Linked DNA regions of Dromaius novaehollandiae: region 1 is linked to region 2. The links are chromatin contacts, called in public Hi-C maps. All regions are on one chromosome and are shown on one strand. Each heading gives the region's core, a stretch centred on a gene start, on an enhancer-like site or on the middle of the called end of the contact. The rest is flanking DNA. Distances are from core to core; before and after follow the strand shown. Region 1 holds the start of CCDC146 (coiled-coil domain containing 146). Region 2 overlaps GSAP (gamma-secretase activating protein).

Evidence for each region. A called contact is a pair of places that touch in the nucleus more often than the background predicts.
Region 1: a Hi-C map of ovary shows a contact between it and region 2, with 5 times the contacts expected there. The contact joins the promoter of CCDC146 here to the enhancer-like site in region 2. A contact is called at or near these places in 3 of 4 Hi-C or Micro-C datasets (brain, liver and ovary).

What each region holds. Positions count from the first base shown.
Region 1 is chr1:10,156,522-10,161,705 of bDroNov1.hap1, reverse strand. CCDC146 (coiled-coil domain containing 146) reads left to right here and starts at 3,277. Exons shown (of 19, transcript XM_064505247.1): 1 at 3,277-3,397. It overlaps FAM185A (family with sequence similarity 185 member A), which reads right to left and starts at 3,145. Exons shown (of 7, transcript XM_064505322.1): 1 at 2,565-3,145. The coding sequence starts at 2,958.
Region 2 is chr1:10,039,808-10,044,450 of bDroNov1.hap1, reverse strand. It overlaps GSAP (gamma-secretase activating protein), which reads right to left. Exons shown (of 31, transcript XM_064505240.1): 19 at 4,320-4,373; 20 at 330-455. Among named protein-coding and RNA genes, the nearest start is that of GSAP, 29 kb to the right of the region's middle. Within about 2 kb of position 1,715, at least 2 of the 2 cell types and tissues checked have open chromatin away from gene starts, as enhancers often do.

The DNA.
Region 1 (5,184 bases), core at 2,028-4,527, 120 kb before region 2:
TTACACCCAGAGATACAACCCTGGATATAACTGGATAACAACCTGAACAATATTAATATCAGGACTGTGCGGTGCCAGCTAGTAATAAAGAGGGAATGTAATACAACAGACTGAGCAAGATACTTGAATTTTATGATCTCACAAAAACCAAGTGGAATAATTTGCTTAAAAAATGAATAAAACCTATTTCAAAAACATCAGAAGCAAGAAGCCTGCCAGACAGTCTGCAGAGCCAGTTGATGTTCAAAATATAATAGGAGTCTCGAAGATAAGTCCACAATTGAAAGGCTAAATGAATTCCTTACATCAGGGTTATATGTTATAGGAGTCTTTTGGAAGCTTCCCAACACTGAAACTGTTTCTGAAGGCAGACATTCCCTGGATCTTAATGCAATGACAACTTCTCCTCCCACCCCACCAAAAAAAAAGAGTAAAAAAAGAGTTTGGAGTAGCATACAATAGTCAGTCATATGTCCTAGGGAAACTCAAATGAGACTGCTGCCTACCATCTATAGTAACCAAACATGCTTGGTACCAGAGAAATGAACAGAAATAAAAGGGATGCTTGGGTTTTTTTGATCATTTGTAATCCTGGGATGGACTCCATTAATGGACTACAGGCAAGTAAATGTAATCTTTGTACTTGCCAAGTAGGGGAAAAAAGGTAAGAATTTAATATACAGACAATTCATAAGGAAGAGTCAATTCTGTAAGAATGTCTTTGCAAAATCCCACCTTACAGAACTACTACAGTCCACTGAAACAGTCAATGAGTATGTAGATAAGAGCTGATATATTTGCAAACAAAAAACTTGGATTTTCAGAAGTGTTTAGCAAGGTCCTTAGTCCATGTTTTGTTTCCTGTCTTTTAACTGATAAATTATGCCATCTTTAACATTTCATGAATTTGGAAAACTGCAAATGGCAAGTTTGAAAAGTTTCATCAAAAGTACTGATTCATTCAAAGTAGTTAAACGAAAAACTGACTGATGAATTGCAGAAAGACCTTGGAATACTGCATACCTGAATGATGAAACAGAAGATGACATTAAATGGACAGTATACCTGTGCAATTCTTCGCCAAAAGGCATACAGTTTGCCAGTAAGTTTACACATGTAAACAGCTTCCTGGTGAGAATGGACAAGCACTTGGAAGACAGATTCACTGAGGGTCTTAGCCACATCAGGCTTAGAAAATCTCCCGAGCTGAAAATAGTTGACAGATTTAAGAACACTTGGATGAAGCATCATCTATGTTTGCCCTGTTCCTATTCTTCCCTGAGCATGTTTATGATTGCTGCTCTAGATAGGACAGTGGGGTAGTTGGACTCACGGTATGAATCAGTTCTGCTATTCTTATATAAAGTAAAGCACACTGGGGGCTGGGCAGGTGGGAAGCCCTTGATTTTATTTACAGAACATGTATCTCCAGATTAGCTGTTAGGACACAAGAGAGATCTTGAGCTTTGGTGAACAGCTCTATAAGAAACAACAATTCTCAACAGCGTTCAAAAAAGAAGCGGCTATAAAAGGGATGATCAAGAAAAGAATAGAGAACAGAAGAGAATACTGCCACTTTGTAAGTCCACTGCACTTCTGCATTTTGAAGATGATATACAGCTTAGGTCCTTCTAACCTCACAAAGGAACAGATCGCAGAAGTTGAGCAGATGTAGATGAAAGTAATGAGGAGAAAAGGTACAGAACACCTTTGCTATCAGAAGAGCTTGGAAAAGTGCTAACCAAGCGAATACACACAGATGACATGTATGAGGGATAAACAGGATGGAATTAGTCACCATTTCTCATGGCACAGTTACAACAGACTATCAAATGAAATAAAACAGCAGTCTCAAACAGCCATTTAAAGCAAACACGAGGGCTTTTTTTGTACACTGACAAGTTTTTTCAGCATGGTGGAACTGTATCTGCACTACATACTTGGATGCCGCAATATATAAGTTAGAAGAGCAATTACATAAGTTCATAGAAAAAAACCTACTCATCAAAGATTGAAAAATGGAAATTCAACTCTGAGTCAGGAACTCCCTAAACCTCAGCTCACCACGGGGAGTTATCCTGGCAAGCTTGCCCTGTTCCTGCCCTAAGCTTTGTTCCACTCCCAGGAGCTCAGTCCAGCAGACTTCAGCCACCACGGCTGCTCTTACGCGCTGTCTGGGGGTTCTGCACTGGAAGCCCCGGACAGATTTTTGCCTTCTGCTCAAACGACTCCTCTAAGACTTGCACTGGAAAAGGGAGCTGTTCATCTGTGTGGTTACCTCCCGGCCCTTTTTGATCCCTGTGGATTAGCCACTCGGAATAACGACCGCTGATGGAGCTGGCAGCAGGCCATACGCACAAACCCTACTGGGAACAATCCTTGAGCTGCAGGTGTGTGCGGCACACCGGGGCCTGCTGCCTCCCAGCCGAGCTGCATGCACTTCTGGGGGTTTTTTTGTCCTAAAATACCAGCTGTCAGAGCAAAAATAAGACAGAAACGCTTTAGCCATCACTGACAAGAGGCCGGCAACGCGCCGAAGCGCCTCGGCGCCCGGCCTCACCCACCGAACTTGAGGGGCGTCCGGACGTCCACGGCCGCCTTGCTGTCCATGCTCTCGGAGACGATCGCCATCTGCTTCAGCGCCTCGTCGTACCGCACCTGCACGTGGTCCAGGTCGCAGCCGCGGTGGGGGCTGCGGTCGACGCCGCTGACGGTGACGAGCACGCGGTCGGCGCCCGGGTAGCGCTGCGGGTCCAGCGGGCGCACGCTCACCTGGCAGGGCAGCCGCACCGCCAGCCGCCCCCGCGGGCTCACCACCAGCGTCCACTCCTTCAGCGGCTTGCTGCCGCCGGGCTCCGCCGAGCGCCCGCGGCGAGGCCCCGCCGCCGACAGGGCCGCCCGCCACCCGCCCGCCACCCGCGCCGCCAGAGGCGCCCAGCGCGGGCGCAGCGCGCTCATGGTGCCCTGCGCCGCTGCCGCGGCGCGGCAGAGACCCCGCGGCTACGCGCGGCACGGGGCCATTCCACGTGACGCGGCGGCAGCGCGCGGACGGGCACCAGGGCGGCTGGTAAACAGCCGTTGGCGGGGGCCCGGCGCCGGTCCCCGCCCGCCCGCCGAGGGGGCTTCTGGGAGCCGTAGTCCCCCGCCGCGCGGAAGCAACTACAAGTTCCCGAAAAGGGAGGCTGCCGCCGTACGCCTTGGCCTATGAGCGAAGGGGGGGAGGCGGGGCCTTTCCGTGGTCTGCTTCTATTGGGCAGCAGGAGGAGCCCTACAGCCAATCGGAAGCGAGCGCGAGAGGCGAGGGCGGTTGAAGCAGGACAGAAGAAGTGGAGCCGGCGTTGCTATAGGAACGCGGGACGCCGCTCCGCGCAGGCAGGACGGGGCCGCGGCCGCGCAGGTAGGGACTGGAGCGGGCCGGGCCGGGGCGGCGGGCCGGGCCCGGGGCCGTGCGTCGCCCTGCCGGCCTGGAGGGACAGCAGCGGCCGGGCGGCGGGGTCGGGCTGCTACTCGGGGCCACGTCAGCCCCGCTTGAGGCGGCGGCGGGGCCAGGCCGGGGCGGCCCTGGGTGCTGGCGGCCTCCCCGCTCCTGCGGCGCCATCTCCCGCGCGAGCGAATGACTCCGGGGCTCTGGCGGCCTTTTCCGCGCCTCTTCGGGCCGGTGTCGGTGCTGCCGACTTGCACGTTCCCTGGAAGGTCCCGCGTGTCGTGTGCGGGGTTGTTCCGCCCGTCAGCCTGCCCGGCTCCCCCGCCTGACGGCCTTGGCAGCCGCAGGCCGAGGGGCGGCAGGCCGGGGCAGGGAGGGGGCACGGGCGAGGCCTTGTGTGGCGGCCTGCTCTTTGCTGTGCCATAGCCCGCAGTGAGGCTTCGTGGCATGAAATGTCCTTGGTCACGGGATAGAGAAGCAGTTTGCCAGATATGCTGGAAAAATGATTTTTCAAAAACAGTATTGTGGAGCTCAGAAATCACACGCTGTCAGGATAGCCTGGTTAACACGTTATTTATTGTGACTGCTCCTCAGACGCTGTGTTAACATACAGCCTAGCCATGCCAAAGGCAGCTAAGTGGCTATGTCCCTTGGTTCTGAACAAATGTGTCAGGAAACAGGAGACCTCACAGGGTTTACAAACAAGTGGGGAACTACAGACTTCAGTTAAAAAGACTTTTATGGACTTCTTAGTCCACATGAGTATTATACAATAATTTTAAAAAGGGGTGTGGTTGGGCATAGATCCTGTGAAGTTGGGATTAAATTCCTGTTGTAGTTTTCGTCACAGTAGTTTACTGCCATAATGAAACAGGCACAGAAAGGTGCATTGTCTTAGCTACATCGCGACACAAGAAATAATGAAGTCTAGGACTTTACTGATTTGCTCACTCTTTTACATTCCATGTGTTGGGGGTTTTTTTCTTTCCAAAAGTAACTATTCAAGCCATGCAATATGATATTTGGTTTGAAGCTCTTTTCATCTTGTTAACTCCATTTCTGTTATTATCACTGTGCCTGGGGGTGACTATTTATGAGTCCAAAATGATGCCTAAATCTGTAATAGGAAAGAAGCTAGTCCTAGCTTTTTTGTCCTTCTGTAATTTTTACTGTAGAGAGTCTAATAAGGATTCATACTGGTCAATAAAGCTCTTCAAGTTACATTATTTCATTGGTTTATGTTATTCAATCTGAAAAATCCTTAAATGAAAGACAAAAAAGTGGCAGTCTGCAATATGTTAGAATTCTAGAAAGACAAAAATGTATTAAGAAATATCTTGGGACATGAAGAAGGGTATAAGTTTAAATTGTCAAGTCTTCAGAAATAGTTGCTTTTGGAAAAAGTAGTACAGAATTCTCCCCCTGAAACCAAATATTGGAATTAACTGTTGGTTACATAATTTGACGGGAAAGCAGTTACAGTCCCATGACTAGTGGTGCAATGTACTATGCTTCCACTAGATGACAGTCGATTCAACAAATAACTCTAGTAACCTGCTACTCTTCAAACCAGGGAATTCCCTTTGGTTTTCTTTTCGGGTGGGGCTTGACTGTTGCCCCACATTTCCCCGGAAGTTAGTGCTGATGTGTGCTTGTCACAGTCTCCCGCCTCCTCTCAAGCCTTAGCGCTCCCTCCCCACTGCCACCCTTTCCTGCAGCATCTCGATAGGGCGTTTGCCACTGTCTTTTTGGAGCAGAGG
Region 2 (4,643 bases), core at 466-2,965:
GCAGTCGGGCTTCACTGGGCTCAGCTTCCAATCACCTACGCCCACAGGCACCCACATACATCTAAATTACATGATAATAAAGGTATGTGCAAGCTCTGCTTTTGCTTAGTTTCATTATTTTCACAGAATACCACTAACAGACAATGACCTTATAAGTAAAATGACTGAAAGTCTTTACACCTCTCATAACCAGGTTCTCACTTCTTTATCCCCATTACATCCTTGAAGAATTCAAAACAAAACAAAGTAAGAACACTGTTCCATGTTTAGCTTTAAAACAACCATTTAAGAGACAGCTCTGGAGACTATTTCAATGAATGTATACTTACCTCTTCTGAAAGGTTAAGCCATTCCCTCCTCAGGACATTGTTGTGGTAATGTAAGTGTGGCTCTGCATACTTCACACTTTCCAGGTTTGAGTTAAGTTTGTCCCAGAAGCCTTTAGAGTTTTGAACCTGCAAAGCATTGCAGGGAAAACATGAATACAAGCTGCACAGTTACGGAAATATCTAATAATACTGTCTTTAAGTGATTGGAAAGAATGGCAATAGCTGTAGTTAAACAGCTATCTAGCTGAAAAAAAAAAACCCAAAATCAGTTGCGCTCTTTTTTCAATACTTCTTAAATTTTACCCTAAACATTTATTCTCTAAATTTAACGGTGGGCGTAGGATCTACCTATACGTGAGCTCAAGAGTTGGTGGCTGCAATGCAGATACCTAGCTACCTTGGGTCCTTTTACAGTCACTGGGGAGAAATAGATACTTCTATGTCATAACTCGTCTGACCCATTTCAGATGTTTGGTTTAGGATGGGAAGAACCGCACCACAGACCACACTGACCATACTGTCCAGAGTTCCACTGACTCTGAAAAGGAGCCTCAGGCAACTAACTCGGATGTAAATATTTACATTTGGTCAAATAAATCCCACTCTGTTTTCCTAGTAGCCCTAAGTAGAGGAGCAACACTATGGCCCTGGCAGCTGCAGGCTAGCAATATTTTCAAGCTGCATTAATACTTCCACTGCAAACATCCATTTGCCAACCTCAAGCAACAGACTCTCAACCCAGAAAAGAAACAAAATCCAAACATTCCCACAGCACTTCTAAAATCTTTGACTCTAATGCTGAAAGTGATTTAAACCCAGCTGTGAACAGACACGAGGAAAGAAACAAACAGGTACTGGTTTCCTAAGCTAGTTCCTAGACTGGCTATAGAGATTTAAGGCCACTATTTATGAAGGGGGAGTGATTGAGATTAAGACACTTCATTTTGGCAGTTTTAAAAAACAAGTGATTGTACTTGCACTTCTCTTCCCCTTCCTACCCATCTACCTTTCCAGTATAAGTACCATAGTAGAAACATTAGAAGGCAGAGAGAATCTGGATTCACAGTATTCCCCTGGCTTGCTATAACATGTTGGATTTTGTAGAAAAGTGGGGGAGGGATAGCAATGACAATAACTTTAGAAGAAAACCTCAGATGCCCTTAAACCATTTCCTACTATGGACTACAATTTGCCAGTGAAAATAACAGACAGAGACTAACTCCTGCCAGCCACGTCCCTCTTGCTGCCAAAGCTGATTATTGCTTTATTGTTGTAGCTGCAGCAGAAAAGTAAAGGTACTTTTTGCTTCAGGTTAGTTATACTTAGCAGCTGGAAACTAGAAGGGCATGCAGCACCATATGTTCACCCTGCTGGAGCCGATTAACAAAATCTACAATGGACTACCACGGTGCGTTGCATAAATGTTACCAATATGAAACCAATGGGGAAAAAAAAAATCAAGACTATAGAGTAAGGGTATCATCTAGCGACCAATTTATGCAACTGCGACAGCACTACCACTGCAAAGATGCATTCAGGCCACACAGAAGTTTGATTTGTGGTAGGGGAAGCAAGACAGCAAGTTTTTTTCATATATTGTCTGTAACAGGAAGTGGTAGACTTCAGAATTAAAAGCAGATGCCACTGAAAATCTGCACTGTCTTTAGGTCTCATTAAAAAGTAAAAAACTGAAAATAAAGAATTATTATAATTAAATTTGTAATCTTCTGGAGATCATCAGGGCAAAGATCTGAGAGAGAAGACTCCTTTATGCAGTCTTAAGTGGTGTTTATTTTGCAGACATTTCTAGACTGTCAGGAATTATTGCCTAAGTGTGAATGCCTAAAAGAGACTGCACTACCAGAAGTCAAACCAAGGCCTTATCAGCTCGCAATCCATCAAAAGCTCCCACAGAGCCTTCCATAAGTATCGGTGTTTTTACTAAAGACAAAGAGAGCTCTCTGCTTATACTCCCTGAGCGATGAAGGGTGCTGATGACCTCCAAGTCACCTGTCAGGAGCACACCTGCCTCTTGAAGAATTGTTGCAATACCTCTGTCCAGCAGTGAAGGCATTCAGAGAGCTGTGTAACTAACCACGCAGGGAGCCACAGGCAGCTACACCACAGATCTCCACTATTAGCCCCAGCTAACAGTGAGAAAGAGGCTGCCTTTTCCTTGTGCTGATCTCCCTGGCAACTGCTTGCACTACATGTGTTCGCTTTCTCCTCCCAAACTCCCTCCCACTTTCTTCCCCTCTTTTCTCCTGCCCTTCACTTGTCCCCTTCCGATAGATAAAGCCTATGTGCACTCCTTCAAGTTTGTTTTTTGCATTTTAGAAGATCAGATGCATATTAATAACAACTCTTGTGTAAAGGTTTTTGACAACCTGACTCTGACTGCTCCCCCATTCTCAGAGCCTCTCAATATCTCTTGCTGAGCAGGAATTCAGTGGTAAAAGAGACCTGTTACCAAAGGAGCATGTTACACTATGAATATGGATACAGTGCTTCCAAAGGTTCTCAACAATTCAAGGGCTTGAGAACTTTAAAAAGCTTCTCAGGTAAACAACTCACTGTTCTTTCTGTGAAATGCCATAAAATCTGATGCAACAGAAATAATACATATAGGACTAGATTCTTCACCAGGGTCTGATTGTGACACGAGAACGTACACCAATTGAAACCCCATCAAGTGATCAGTTAAACTCAAGGCATGGTGGCTTTGTGTCACTGGAGTGGTACAAAGCACCCAAAGCAGTAAACCCTGTGTATTTATATCTGCCTCATTTGAGAGCCAGAGCAATTTGCAGTCAAAAGTAGCAGGAAATATGTGTCTTCAGTTCAACTCTGACCTTTTCAGTCTGTTTAGGTTTCAGACAGAAATAGGAAATGAGTTCCACAATCAGGAAGCATAGCTGCTAAAGGCATTTGCCCCCAGGGGTTCGAGGTTCAATCTCAGACAAATTAAAGGCCTGCTAACTTTGACCTTAGTGAATTACGTGGATTATTTAGCAACACAACTTCAAGACGAGATTTTCCCAGGTGTCTCATCTCCCACGGCAGCCTTCCCGAGCAAAGCACGCAAAGCTCAATTCACAGATAACAGTGCTGTGAATCTGAAGCAATATGGCTGTAATGCAACAGCAGAAGAGTGACGGGGCAGTATGTAACTTCACCAATTTAAAGGGTTTTGTTAAAACTGTTTTATGAGCTAGCTATGAGTACCTGGGAGAAAACCGACTCTCATCTCATTAAAGTTCTACACAACACAATATTCTTATATAACCAGAGTTCCCATGGAGAACAAGAGACCACTTGTGGGTAGCACTTGGGAAAATGTGAAGTGTTTTCCTAAATTGGGGACAGCTGAGGCAGGGAAAAGGAAGACGGGAAGAATCATTCATCTTGTTTTCAATGGAAAGTACAGTTTCCTACCCAAACAGCATGTGCTCCTCCCCATCCAGCTCACTGCCTTTTCCAGGCTGTACAGGAATGTGTCTAGATTTAGGTAGCCAAATCCCTGACATCAGTGCAATCACAGGATGCTCTGGACAAAACAAAGGGAGGGTCATGAACCACAAGTACCACTGGAAGCACAACGAAATCTCCCTTGAGATATGTATTGAGGGATATGTACTGAGAAATCCTGTATCTGTTGTGCCAAGAAGTTTACCTGCAGCTAACAAAGTCACAAAGGAAAGACGTATCAATCAAATCTAGAAAGAATTAATTCTTGGAAAGCTTTCCCTATTGAACTGAAGAAGTCTCTTAAGAGAATAAAAAAATATACATACACATCTTTGAGCTAGCAAACATCAGTCAGGAAGACTGATATTTTATGAAATGGGTCATGCATTTACAATAGGGCAATTTTCTGTTCACCCCTATTTTTGGACAGGGCTGTGCATGCCAATACTGTACTAGTATTTAGTTTTAAAAAGTAAAAGCTCCTACCTGCCAATATGAACATATTTTTACAGAGAAACTTACCCCTAGTATAGGTAGAGAAATAATGTCTGTTGCACATGTTACTCCAGGGATAACCTATAAATACAGACAAATGTTAAGAATATAATTCACTTGCCATAAAACGCAGCCTGTTTGAGTATCTAAGTGAATCTCCATTACCCATTTCCTTTGGGAAATAATCTAGCTAACCAAAACTGTACATTCAGTTTTGCTGAAAAGACAGAAGACATTTTCTCTCATTGATCCCATTTAGGAAAAGATAACTTTAGAACAGTGATAAATTACAAAAATTCAAATTAGCTATTTAGTATATTGTAACTGTGGGGCTTATTTAAAGTTATTTTA